2 separate regions of the Xenopus laevis genome follow, and region 2 is linked to region 1. A link is a contact called in public Hi-C data. All regions are on one chromosome and are shown on one strand. The core of a region is the stretch at or near the end of the contact, and the rest is flanking DNA. Distances in the headings are between cores, read along the strand shown. Region 1 has its middle 61 kb from the start of fzd8.L. Region 2 holds the start of fzd8.L (frizzled class receptor 8 L homeolog).

What was found. A called contact is a pair of places that touch in the nucleus more often than the background predicts.
Region 2: a Hi-C map of the XTC cell line shows a contact between it and region 1, with 3 times the contacts expected there. The contact joins the promoter of fzd8.L here to the enhancer-like site in region 1. A contact is called at or near these places in 2 of 4 Hi-C or Micro-C datasets (the XTC cell line and animal cap).

Annotation. Positions count from the first base shown.
Region 1 is chr6L:20,228,118-20,232,453 of Xenopus_laevis_v10.1, reverse strand. No RefSeq gene overlaps it. Among protein-coding and RNA genes, the nearest start is that of fzd8.L, 61 kb to the left of the region's middle. Within about 2 kb of position 2,338, at least 1 of the 7 cell types and tissues checked has an H3K27ac peak or open chromatin away from gene starts, as enhancers often do.
Region 2 is chr6L:20,289,211-20,293,546 of Xenopus_laevis_v10.1, reverse strand. It overlaps fzd8.L (frizzled class receptor 8 L homeolog), which reads right to left and starts at 2,449. Exons shown (of 1, transcript NM_001085675.1): 1 at 604-2,449. The coding sequence starts at 2,449. The coding sequence ends at 701.

The DNA.
Region 1 (4,336 bases), core at 1,089-3,588:
GTCAGAAGCTGTCAAGTGTTATATAAGTCTATATTTCCTCCCTAGAAACCAATGCGTCTTTATGGAATTAGGTTATTCCACTTAATGTTTTGCCTTTGCCCCTGCTTATTAGGAAATGCAAAAAAATGGAGCCTTTACCGATCACAATGCTGAAATGTATCTAAAATCAATCTAGTGTTAGAACTACTCTGGCAGCTGGGAATGTTTTGCTGAAAGTATCATTTGCACACAAGTCAAGGTGCTGACATTTGGATATGAATAAAATCACTTATTTTCTTTTGTAAGACATGAATTCACATTATCCTTATTATTACTATTCTAGTTGGGATTGGGTCCCTGCATGAGTTGTGCATGAATAATAGGTAAGATAATTGAATTCCATTTTCTCTATTACTGGAGGTAGATTTGGGCATCTAGATATAGTCAGGACTCAAGCTCATAATATTAAACTGATACAGCTAAAAGGGTATTTAAGGCAGAAAAGGCTACAAGTTACCTTTCAATGGTCCAGAACTTTAAGTGGCAGTCCAGAATACTGACCTCAAAAGAGGGTGAATTTCAAATGAATCATAGGTATGTCTAGGAGTAGCTGGTACAGATCAGTAGGATGCCCTAAAATGTTTTTTAAAATGCTGAGAGGTAGGCTGCCCACTGCATTAAATCCTCTTAAACCCTCTGTATGGAACCTTTGACCTAAAGTCTGATGTTGGCTTGTATTGTTGGCATGTGTTGGCCTATACCCGGACCAAGAGGAAGGATACTAACCAAAGGTGAAGAAAGAGGAGCCTGTTTGCAGAAAACTTTAGGCAGAAAGCATCTAATGTAGCTGCCGTCCTTGCTGGTAGAATAGCAACAATCACAATACATTTTGCCCCTTTACTTATTTAAATAGCCAATATGTTCTCTATGGTAGAGATGCTTCTACATGTTACATAGTTACATAGTTAAATTGGGTTGAAAAAAGACAAAGTCCATCAAGTTCAACCCCTCCAAATGAAAACCCAGCATCCATACACACACCCCTCCCTACTTTTAATTAAATTCTATATACCCATACCTATACTAACTATAGAGCTTAGTATCACAATAGCCTTTGATATTATGTCTGTCCAAAAAATCATCCAAGCCATTCTTATAGTCATTAACTGAATCAGCATCACAACATCACCCGGCAGTGCATTCCACAACCTCACTGTCCTGACTGTGAAGAACCCCCTACGTTGCTTCAAATGAAAGTTCTTTTCTTCTAGGAACATATAAGTCAACATTTTGAATTGATTGAAAGCTTCTACCATAAAGAGCCAATAAAGAGCCTAGTTCCCCTACCATTTCACTACAACACTGAAAGGACTAGTAACATTAAAAAAATGTTTGAATAAATTTGTTTGTATACTACGAAAAAAAACACCAACACAATCCCAAAGTCTTCATTTAGAATAACCTTACCGAATTTCTGCTTGCGCTGCATTTCAGAAAAGGCGGCAGGACGACAATCCATCGTGTGGCGCTCAATTTCTCTTCCCTGGCTTTCTCCTATAAGGAAGGCAGGGAGGAGAAATCCAGCACCACACGATGGATCACCCAATCGCCTTTTCTGAAGAGAATTGCAAGCGGAGGTTCAGTAAGTTATGTTTACATTTTTTAGAATTAAGGTATAGAGATTTAAATGATGGAAAGACTTCTTATCTGGATAACAGGTCTCGTACCTGTACTACCATGCATTGCTGGTGTCTTTAGTTATATTACAAGACAGATAGATGGTCTCCTTGGATCTCCATATGGTTTCCTCCTACTCATCTAAAACATAGAGGTATGATAACTGGCTGCTGATGAACATCACCATAGTGTGTTGTGTAAATCTTAAAGGGACCTTAGACAGTGAGCCAAAATGGAGCAGGGACTGATGTGAATGAGAAACAGCCGCAGTAAAGCGCTGCATAAATACGTCATCACTTTATAAAGAATGACAACAATAATAGGAAGCGTCTGTCAGTGGTCATCAGTTTGCTAAGTGAATATAGTAAGACCAAGGTAAGAATTTAAAGACACTAGAGAAGTCAGCCTCCCTCCCAACACATAAAACATTCCTTGCACCTACCGAGCCTTCTCTGTTTTTTTTAGACTATCAACATATCAGTGTTTTGTACACTTCTGTTACAGAAACAATCACATGCATTTTTGTAGTTCAGAGAGAATTCTGAGTGAAGTTATGGGAAAACGTATCTCTTACTTGGACTGACTGCTAAATAATGCACATCTCTAAGCACATGTACAGTGAGAGCCGGTGCAGAGGTTGCGATTGCCTGGAGACATTCAGACATGTGCAGCTGGGGAGCACAAAGGTTATGAGCCGGAGGGCAAAGATTTAGAGGCTGATAGAGGGAGCATTACAGATCACTCTCCTGCAAGGGACCCATCAGTCTTAGGCACTGAGGAAGTCTGTAAATAGCACAAGCAGGCCTGTAGCTGGTCCAGTATACACTGTGTGTGCATTGCAGGTTTATACATAGAGGCGCAATAATGGAAAAATATAGATAAAAGTACTGAGGCCATAGTGTATTCTTTGTATTAGTTGTTAGTATGGGTTAGTATTGTATTGTAAAAGTCACAAAGCTTGAAACCGATGAAATTATTATCATTACAATTCTTTATCTATCTGTCTGTCTGTCTATCTGTCTGTCCGTCCGTCCGTCTGTTTGTCTGTCTATCTATCTATCATCTCTTTATCTAATAATCTACCATCTCTTTATCTATAAATCTATCTATCTATCTATCTATCTATCTATCTATCTATCTATCTATCTATCTATCTATCTATCTATCTATCTATCTATCTATCATGTATCTATCTCTTGTCTATCTATTTCTCTCTCTCTCTCTCTCTCTCTCTCTCTCTCTCTCTCTCTCTCTCTCTCTCTCTCTCTCTCTCTCTCTCTCTCTCCCTAGCTATCTCTTTATCTAATAATCTGTCATCTCTTTATCTATAAATCCATCTATCTCTCTATCTATCTATCTATCTATCTATCTATCTATCTATCTATCTATCTATCTATCTATCTATCATCTATCTATCATCTATCTTTCTATCTATCATCTCTCTCTCTCGTTCTCTCTCTGGCTTGTCACAATATATTTTTTGCAAGTTACAAGGAATTCTGGGTAATAAACATTAATTAACATTAAGTTAAATCATTAATACTGAGACTTACACCCTTATGCCCTATCAATGTAGGTTGTTTAAATCACATTGTAATGTGTTCTTTAGCCAGTTTCCCTTGGCATTCTACCACCCCAAGCTCATTGCTGGTTCTTAAGTACTTTTTTATACTCTCCAGACTTTCAGTGAAGGCCAAATTATAACACAAGGTTTAGATAAAACAACCTTGGGGATTAAAAAATAAAGCAGTATGGAACAAAGATTTATAAAAATTTGGGATAAAAGACCACATTTTTGCCTCTGTTTTCAACGGGCTCTATTCATTAGAAGACGCTGCACTAAGCAGGAAACAGTAATTGTGTCTCATTAATTCTTACAGTAATGCCGAGTTACTACAAGGAACGTGTAATTAGTGTTCTGGTCAATCAATTGCAAAGCTAATCAGAAGACAATGAAAGGGGCACTAGGACCTGTGAGAATGAAAAGTGTTACTATTGTCAGAGGCCTGAGAAATACCGGGAGGCATGATTACATCTAACACTGATATATGAGATTTTAAATATATCACATTTATGTCATTTTTAAAATATCTGCATGTTTAAAAAAAAATTTAAAAAAATCTTAAAGGGAAAACAAAGCCTATTATAAAAGTAAATATGTTGTCCCCTGGAAACTGGGCTGTTTTACAATGTATTTTATTGAGCATTAACTGGAACCTATGGCTGGATGTATGGTGGACTTCCATGTTCCATTTTCTATGCTCCATATTTGCCAGTATATGGTACATTGGAGAACAGCTCCAATTCAAATGTCTTGGCCCTCATGCAGTATCCTTCTGTTCCGCCGACTTTAGCCCTTTTGCACTGCCCCAGATTTTTCCAGCTGATATTATTCACATTTTAACTTTAGCCTATTTTAGAGTATTCTGTATATTGTGAACCTTGCTCCTGGTCATAAAGGCTATTTATTACAGTCAATGTGCCTCAGGGCAAGTGTCTGCGTCTGCATTTTATTACTTGGTGACAGCTCAGTAGAATGGTTGCTTAAAGGACCCGTAACATCAATTTATTTTTAAAAAAAATTTGTTAGTGTACAACGAAAAAAAAACATAAAAAGAAAAATTAAACCTTGAAGTCTTTATTAAGAAATAACAGAAACTCCTCTTCAGAAAAGGCGACA
Region 2 (4,336 bases), core at 1,200-3,699, 61 kb before region 1:
TTCCATCGTGCGGCACTCAATTTCTCCTCCCTGCCTTCCTTATAGGAGATAGCCAGGGAGGGGAAATGGAGCGCCGCACGATGGATTGTCACCCTGTCGCCTTTTCTGAAGTGGAGATTGGGTAAGTTATTTCTAAATAAAGTTTAATATGTGTTGGTGTTTTTTTTTTCCGTAGTATACAACTTTTTTTTTAAAAAAAATGTTTTTTTGATGCTACTGGTCCTTTAATTAATGAATAAATAAATAATGTAGTGTTGCCCTGCACTTGTAAAACTGATGTGTTTGCTTCAGAAACACTACTATAGTTTATATAAACAAGCTGCTGTGTAGCCATTGGGACAGCCATTCAAGCACAGGATACACAGTAGATAACAGATAAGTACTACTATAGTTTATATAAATAAGCTGCTGTGTAGCCATGGGGACAGCCATTCAAGCACAGGATACACAGTAGATAACAGATAAGTTCTAAGGAATCCCATTGTATACTACAGAGCTTATCTGTTATATCCTTTGCCTTTTCTCCTTTTTCAGCTTTGAATGGCTGCCCCCATGGCTACACAGCAGCTTGTTTATATCAACTATATTAGAGTTTCTGAAGCAAACACGTCAAGGTTAACAGTGCATTCTAGTTGCATTACTTTAAATGACTTTCATTTTTTGGTGTTACTGTTCCTGTAAGTCCAAGTTAAACCTCCATCTAGACCTGAGATAAGGGCATTTGTTTTGGGCAGGACACTGAACTGCCAGTTCCAGATCTCCAGGTGAGCCCGGTGCTGACGTCGCTGTACATTGACCCTCCAGTGGCTTTGCTGCCCCAACAGCAGCGGGTACAGAACGCCCTCCACGATTCCAAAGTCTTTCCCGACCAGATCCAGACGCCCGAGGTGATGCCCACCACCAGGCACATGAAGTACTTGAGCATGAAAACCGCGTAGTCCGGCCGGCGGGGCTGTGCCATTTCGGGTTGGCACGAGTTACAGTTATGAGCCACCTCCCAACCCTGGCGGTTGTGCTGTTCGTAGAAGAAACACGCTACCACTATAGTGGCGGGCACCGTGTACAAGACGCTGAATATCCCGATCCTGATCATGAGTTTTTCCAGTTTGTCCGTCTTGGTGCCCCCTTGTTTGATGACACTGCGGATCCTAAAGAGGGAGACAAATCCGGCCAGGAGGAACATGCTGCCAATGAACAAGTAGATGACTAACGGGGCCAACACAAATCCACGCAGGTTGTCCAGGTTCTGGTTGCCCACAAAGCAGATGCCAGCCACCGGGTCGCCGTCCACTGAACTAAGGGCCAGCACAGCAATAGATTTGATGCTGGGCACCAACCAGGCGGCCAAGTGGAAATACTGGGAGTAGCCAGCGATAGCCTCGTTGCCCCATTTCATGCCAGCGGCCAGGAACCAGGTCAGGGACAGAATGACCCACCAGATGGAGCTGGCCATGCCAAAGAAGTAGATGAGAAGAAAGACCAGAGTACAAAGGGCTGGCCCAGTGGTCTCATAGTGGATTATATGTTCCAGGTCCAGTTCCCCCCGGCTACAAGCCACTTTCTCATGGCCAGCAATGAGCCGGATCAGGTAGCCAGTGGAGACCAGCAGGTAACAGGCGGAGAGGAAGATGATGGGGCGCTCGGGGTACTTGAAACGTTCCATGTCAATGAGGAAAGTGGAGACAGTGGCAAAAGTGGAGGCAAAACAAAGTACAGACCAGAGTCCGATCCAGAACTCGGTGAAGGTTCTCTCCTCTGGGCTGAAGAAGGGGTTGTGACAGGGCATCGCACAGTTGGGGATCTGGCCGGTCCTGACCCGGTTGTACAGGGGGTGTCTCTCGTTAGAAACCTGCACCATAGGGGCCCGGCACTGGCAGCCTGACTCACACCCTGTCGTCCGCGATCTGCTGCGTGGGGGCTCCACGCGTGTCCTGCCTTTAGGAACCGACCTGGCCGGGGGTTTGGGGGGCTCCGGGTGACTGGGGGCGGCTGTAGTCTGCTCAGTCCGGTTGTAGTAGTCCATACACAGGGTGTCCGGGTTGCCTTGCTCGGGCAGACGATCACATCGCATGCGATCCGGCCAAGCGAAGCCGTACTGACGCATGAGAGGGGCACAACCAGCCCGCGCCCGCTCACACACGCTCCGACACGGGGGCAGCGGCTTCTTGTAGTCCTCCAGGCAGATGGGGGTGTACATGCTGCACAGGAAGAACTTGAGGTCCGGGGAGCAGTGAATAACGACCAGCGGCCAGAACTGATGCACCTCCATCCCGGCCTCGTCCTGCGTGTCGTGGTTGAACTGGTTGGGCATGTACGTGTAGTTGTAGCCGATGTCTTTGCACAGGGGGACCGTGATCTCTTGGCAGGACAGTTCCTTGGCCGCGGCGCATTGAGACCCCTGAAGCCACGACACGAGCAGCAGCAGCAGCGACAGCGACAGACTCTCCATGTTACACGGGTCACTCACAGGCGGCTGCGGGGTCACTGTCTGAGGCTCATTCCTGGCGGCGCCCGGACAACTCCACAAGTCGCACTCGGGAGAAGTTGCAGCAGCGACAGGTTAATAAATCCACCGTGACAGCTTCTCACTGATAGAGGCAATAAATCAATATCCGGCAGCTTTGCGATCAGTGCGCGCTTGTAGCGATTGTGTGCGATTGTCTGCGCTTCTCTTCTCTAGCGCTCCTGCCTTCCCTTAGCTCTGAGCTCAGTGTACTGAGTGTGCTGAATGTACTGAGTCTACTGAGTGTGCTGCTCACTCCCATGAATATTTATACCCATCCCACCCCCCCGCCAATCCACTAATCCCCCCCGGAGAGAGGTGGGGCCGCTGCCTGAAGCAAATCACTAACCTGAACTAGAGGGTCTCCGCGTGTTTATTAGCGGCCCATTGTTATGCACAGGCCGGGGATGTCGCTTATTATTGAGAGCAAACATCATTAGTCTGATGGATTTACTGAAATAAACTCACTACTCCTGACTCTCGTCATCCTGACATTCCTCTGCACTCACACCCCACTCTCCCTGCACATTCAATCAGATGTTATGATGACTGTTATATATATATATATCATATTGTGACATACACACATCACCTATATTAATAACTTTACTTTAATAGTATTGTTATTGCCCATAATTAATATCTATTTCTCATCTATCACTATCTATCTATCTATCTATCTATCTATCTATCTATCTATCTATCTATCTATCTATCTCTCTAATCTATCTATCTATTATCTATCTATCTCTCTCTATCCATATATACAGGTATGGAACCTGTTTAATAATTAATTAATAATTAATATCTATTTCTCATCTATCACTATCTATCTATCTATCTATCTATCTATCTATCTATCTATCTATCTATCTATCTATCTATTATCTATCTATCTATCTATCTATCTATCTATCTATCTATCTATCTATCTATCTATCTATCTATCTATCTATCTATCTATCTATCTCTCTCTATCCATATATACAGGTATGGAACCTGTTATCCAGAATGCTTGGGACCTGAGGGTTTCTGTATAAGGGATCTTGTCTACTAAAAAATCATGTAAACATTAAATAAACCCAATAGGCTGGTTTTGCTTCCAATAAGGATTAATTATATCTAAGTTGGGATCAAGTACAAGCTACTGTTTTATTATTACTGGGACAAAGGAAATCACTTGCACATTTTTGAATTATTTGATAAAAATGGAGTCTATGGGAGATGGCCTTCCCGTTATTCAGATAGACCCCATACCTGTCAAAAAGTATTGCCTTTTGGGGGGGCAGACTGAGGGGGCTTACCGTTGTTTCCTATGCCTTGTTGCTTAATGATGTCATCCATTATAGTCGTTGATTATTGATGTCACTTGTGTAACATGACTCATTGAAATGTAGGGATCAGGGAAGAAATGAGGGGGTCGGAATTAGAGGCACATGACTGGGGTGCAGTATGAGGGGTAATGCTCAAGGGGAGACTTCAGGAGCATAAGGGAACTAGGGACCTGGAAGAAGAAGAATTATTATCACTTATTCATACACCCCCATATTACCAAGAATTTTTGCAAACAATACATATATTGACATACTTGTGTGCATTAACGCTCTAGACACAATTTAGCTTGAAATTAGACCGAATTGGGTGCAGTTGGAATGTTGCCTTCTGATTCCTACAAAGGATTTGCCTAAAAGGGATTCTTTCATTTTTGCGACTAATATCAGTCAATGTCATTCTAAGCAACTATCCACTCTGCTTTCATTTCATTGGTTTTAAGGTTTCTCTGCTCCTGAAACAGTATATATTTGGCTGCCATTCATTCTCCGCACTGCTGCT